Linked DNA regions of Gossypium hirsutum: region 1 is linked to region 2. A link is a contact called in public Hi-C data. All regions are on one chromosome and are shown on one strand. Each heading gives the region's core, a stretch centred on a gene start, on an enhancer-like site or on the middle of the called end of the contact. The rest is flanking DNA. Distances are from core to core; before and after follow the strand shown. Region 1 holds the start of LOC121213624 (trihelix transcription factor PTL). Region 2 holds the start of LOC107949460 (transcription initiation factor TFIID subunit 12).

The links. A called contact is a pair of places that touch in the nucleus more often than the background predicts.
Region 1: a contact with region 2 is called in a Hi-C map of leaf, with 3 times the contacts expected there. The contact joins the promoter of LOC121213624 here to the promoter of LOC107949460 in region 2. A contact is called at or near these places in 2 of 34 Hi-C or Micro-C datasets (both in leaf).

Annotation. Positions count from the first base shown.
Region 1 is chrD01:33,457,154-33,459,860 of Gossypium_hirsutum_v2.1, reverse strand. LOC121213624 (trihelix transcription factor PTL) reads right to left here and starts at 1,421. Exons shown (of 2, transcript XM_041086434.1): 1 at 802-1,421; 2 at 1-258. The coding sequence starts at 1,241.
Region 2 is chrD01:32,804,923-32,807,622 of Gossypium_hirsutum_v2.1, reverse strand. It overlaps LOC107949460 (transcription initiation factor TFIID subunit 12), which reads left to right and starts at 1,321. Exons shown (of 9, transcript XM_016884113.2): 1 at 1,321-1,996; 2 at 2,088-2,243. The coding sequence starts at 1,493.

The DNA.
Region 1 (2,707 bases), core at 172-2,671, 650 kb before region 2:
GCTTGAGTATTGATGCTATTTTGGGCACCATGAAACTGAAAACTGTTGCCGATTAGGGGAGTTTCTTGGCCTAAAACTCCATTGTTGTTGCTGGTATCCCCATATAAAGCTTCAAGTTGACGAAAGAATCGATAGTGTTTACCATCCTGTCTCCCAGCCTTGCCTTCCTTAGTCTTTTTATAATATTTATACAAGTTTTCGAATTTTTCCCTGCATTTTTTCCCACTCCTTTGGTACCCATGTTCCTCAAACATGACTCTACAGCACCAAGAGAAAAGGGAAGGAAATGGCAATAAATTAAACTTTAAACCTATTAGAAAACAGATGAACCCTAATTCAAATTTGTATGACCATGGAAATATCATGTGATGAATGTTGATAAAGCTCTTATTTGACCATTCAAAATTGAAAAATAAAGATGGGTCTTTCGGCAAGGGACTGATGAAAACGTCTTTTCATGGAAAAAACTTGCAGATGGGTACTTAAAACATCCAAAAGGTTAGTCATTTTTATAGTAAAAACCAGTAAAAACTTGCACAATAATGGAGGCAACACATTTTCAAAGGAAAAAAAGAGAGCAAGTCAGTTGAAGACTATAGAAATGATCAGCTATCGTTTATTTTCTTTAAAAATAAATAAAAGAAGAAAACTCGTGTAATACTGTTCCTGGTTTGAACCCCATTTCATATCTTTAAAAGGAGAAACAATCCGTGGAGTGAAGTTGCTAGCTTTGGGAATGGAAGAAAATAGAGAATTAGGGTATGGAGAGCATGGAAGAATAAATATATTATTTGTATATACCTGGAAACTTCATCCCACAAAGGACCCTTTTGATTAGCTTCTTTGAACTTGGGGTCGAGATGAGATCTGATCTCAAGAAGTGTTAAAGTCTCTTGTCTCGGCCACCTTCCATTTCCTCCGTCACCTCCAAAAGCAGTGGCTTCACCGTCGAACCCACAGCTGGGACTAAGTGTGGAAGCACTAGTGACAGTGGCAACAGCAGCCATGGGAGTGCCATTAGTATTACCAGTAGAATCAGAAGGGAACTCATGTCTACCCACCATTTGCATCACATCGAAGGGGTGGTGGGGTTGCTGCGATGGCGGCAGATTCCGGTGGTGGCCGGGGGAGAATAACTCAGTATCCTGTGGAATTGCTTGGAAATTGATGGGTTTTCCGTTGAGTAGTTGCCTAAGATCGGGTATGGCATATTGATGGTGACGATGATCCTCCATTTCCATATCGATTTATGAATCCAAAAAGAAAAAAACAATGGATAAGGAAAAGGAAAGAGTAGAGTAAAGCTAGAAAAATAAAAATAAAGAGTGAAAGAGAAAGTTTTTAATAGAGAGAAAGAGTGTATGAGAGAGAGAGATAGAGAAAGCGGCAGACTCGGATCGTGTCGTCCACGAAAAATCTCCAAATTAAGCTTAGGACAACGGTCCCACACTCTACAAATATACGTATTTTGCTACAATCTTTTCCAAAATTACCTACATTTGTACATAATTGGAGTGTCTATTAATCCTAACTAGAGGTGTTCATGGGCCGGGCGGCCCGGGCCGGCTCGACGGCCCGCCCGAAATATGGGAGAGTTTTGGTAAAAATATAGGCCCGAAATATGGGCTTCGGCAAAAATATTTTTATTTTTATTTTTTAATTTTAAAATATTTTTAAAATACTTTTTTTTAATTTTTTAATTTTAAAATTTTTTTAAAATACTTTTTTTAATTTTAAAATATTTTTAAAATACTTTTTTTTTAATTTTAAAATTTTTTTAAAATTTTTTTAAAATACTTTTTTTAATTTTAAAATATTTTTAAAATACTTTTTTTAATTTTTATTTTAATTTTTAAAATAAATTTTTGGTATATATTTAAAAAACGGGCCGGGCCCGGGCTTATGAATTTTTTCCCAGGCCAGGCCTGGGCAAAATTCTAGGCCCATATTTTGGGCCGGGCCGGGCCCGGGCCTAGGACCCGGGCCGAAATTTTTTCTGGGCCCAGCCCGGCCCATGAACACCTCTAATCCTAACCCAGGTTAATTTGGGTGTACCTTAACTTGGATTTTGATATTTATTTTGTATCCGCTTATTTTAAGTAAAAGAATTTTTGAATTTTTTATAAAAACATTTATTCATTCTTTTTAATTTAATTTATGTTAATTTTAAGAGTGAAAGTGAATAATTAAGGACAATTAATCATGGTATTAATGTCTTCAGTCAATTGTAAATGATTTTAGCTCTCGATGTTTATATGTTTTGTCAATTTGGTCTAGATTCTAAAAAATTTAACAAATTTAGCCTCAATATTTAACATTTACAAAAATATTACAGGATAAATTTGTTAAGTTATTACCAAATTAACAAAATGTGTAAATTTTAATGGCTAAATTTGTTATTATACTAATCAAAATTATGTACAAATGATAGAAAACATTAACGTCATGGTTAATTGTTCTTAATTTCTCACATTCAAAATTGATAGGAATTAAATTTCCCAGATTTTTTAGAGGGACTAATTTGTCCAATTTCAAAATTAAAAAGAACTAAAAATATATTTTTACCCATTTTTTAAATTTAGAAAAGAGATCCATATCATTTTGAATTATTTATTCAAATCATTTTTAATCCAAACCACTCTAGGTTCCAATCATTTTGTGTCGATCATTTTGAATAAAATGATTTTAAATTAAAAAACTTGAATTA
Region 2 (2,700 bases), core at 72-2,571:
ACCACCACTGACAGGCACAAATCCTTGACGTGCCCGTACTTACTGTAAAAAAACATATTGTTGAAGCGCCTCATATTCCACTCATTAGACGATGCCGTCGACCATAACCTGAGAAAGAAAATGCTTGTCAATGTTAATAAACATAGCCAGACGAGCGAACTGGCCTCTGGTTCTGCTATCAGTTTAAAAAATCCAGTTTTGCCACTTTTTCGACTAGCCCCCTGATGACCTCTATGTCTTCGATTTATATATAAATCTCGAGAGTTTCGATAGCCGGGTCCAAGCCATCACCACGCTGGGATATGGCTACGATGAAGTAAAATCTTTAGTCCAAGGTTGAACAGTAAGGTACTGGCCGTAAATGATCCATGGTCCCTGAGTCAATACTCGATTATAATCTTTATTGTTCTGAAACCTAACAAAAAAATAATTGTTTTCTATGTCCATGAGATGGAATGGTTTTGTAGGTTTCCATAGGCTGCTTATTTGATTATGAAGAGTGTTATAGCCAATGCTTCGCCCTAAAAGCTTGAGTACGACCGTCAATTCCATCTCTTTGAAGAGAATTTCTTAAATACTGTCCGAGAAGACAATTGCTGGAATCCCATTGACCATGGTCGTACTCACATCACCTTCTAACAACTCAAAATCACTTTCACTTCCCTCGCTAGGGTCATTACAAGCCATACCAAAAATGACTGCTCCTCCCCCTAAAAGCTTGTCCTTCCAAGACAAATTCGGGATTAGATAAGAGTCCACAACCATAGTAGCAACCTCTCCATCGATTCCTTCCTTAATCTCACTTTCTTAGTGTTCCGATCCCCATCAGATCTAGAATCACTAGCACCTCCGTTATCAGAATTTTGCATATTTTAAGAGCTTTTTTCTTTGACCATTCTTTATGCTTCCTTGTCAATCAACTTTTTAAAACCGTTGATAAATTTTTACTTTAACCCTTAATAAAACGGTCGAAAGAAAATTTATAAATGATCCAAATGAGAATATTTAAGGAATTAATAATATTAATTAAAACATTTAGTAGTATCTAAAATGATGATACCTATTTTGATGCATTAAGTGTATTAAGCAAGGGAGATTAGATGCAGAATGGTGAGATTTTGTTTAAATGATGATAGTTTAATGAACTGGAAAATAAATCCAATAAAAACAGATTACAATTATCCAATTTAATACAGATAATAAATAAATTTGAAGATTACAACTATCCAATCCCCATAGAAAGTTTGCAGATATTATAAGCAATATTTATAACTCCTTTCCTTATATTTAGTGCAAACATTTTCATTCAAACCCCGAAACAAAGAAATAGGATTAAATTGACAAATTTATAAAATTAAGATCTAAATTTGTAGTTTATCCAATAGCTTATTTTAATGTGTGTTTTAAAAGTTCAGAGAGGAAAAAGAGAGCTCGTCTACAGTTGATAAACCAACTAAACTTCCTCTTCAATCCTTCCATCCTTGCACTCCTGATGGACCAACAGCAACCACCGCCGCCAACCCCTAATGCTCCTCCTCCTTCCTCCGCCGTCGACCCACCTCCGCAACCACAGCCGCAGCCACAAATTCAACAACAAACAACGCCAACGCCCCCGTCCTCAACATCCTCTACCGCAATCCCTAACCCTAACCCCAACCCTATCCCGAAACCCTTACCTTCCGCCATACCACCACCGAAACAGCCGCCGCAGCCTAAACCAGCTCTCCCCTCTCATCAGCCAAGATCCGCCGCTGCATTCTCGAGGCCATGGCAACAGCACTCTGCCCAGTTCACTCATTTCTCTTCCTCTTCTCCTTCCGCCTCATCGTCTCCTTCCCCTTCACTTTCCTCTCAGCCGCGAGGCAGCATTGCCCTCGGTGTTCCTTCGTCCCATTCTGGCCCCTCGCCTCCTTCTCCTTCACCTCCGCAATCCACTCCGTTTACCGGTTCCTTTGGCCATTCCTTCGGTGGAACCTCTAGTTCCAATGTTTCCCAGGTTGGATTTTAAGCTTGTGGGTTATTTTCACTCACGATTTTGAGCTTTTGATGCTGAAATTTCCTCTTCTTGTGATATTTCTTTTTCATAGGCAAGGCCAATGATGCGAGGAATAGGGATGGGATCATCAGTTGGTTCAAGTTCACAAATGAGACCAGGTGGGATTTCTGCTCAGCATCAACAAAGGCCTTTGCAATCATCTCTTAGACCAACATCTTCACCAACTAGCCAGTCCCCTTCTACCCAAGTTAGTATTATTTTTAAGGATTAATGTATATTATTTCTTTTTATTAATTTAAATGACATTGATTTTTTGTCAATAATGTTCTAATAATGCTAAAAAATGTTAGTTGAATTTAAATGGTCGCAGTAATAACAGTTTTAGCATATTTTAATAGAGTTCTTAATAATGTTTTAGATTTTTAAGGCTGCTTAGAACTGTTGGTTGAATCTAGAAAATACTAATCCTTTCTCCCTGACTTGTATTATTATTTTTAATCTTAATTTGAATATAGTATTGGTAGGTTGAAGTAAGCTGCTTTAAGGAGTTCGTCAAGAGAGCTAAGGTGTTATTATCTACTATATAACACATTGTGGTTGCCAACAACCTCTTGGCTTCATAGCCAGATTCTTGTATTGTGTGGCATGAGACCTAGGGTTCGATCCTTAGCATACCAATCCCCATTCTCCTATCATCGAATGTG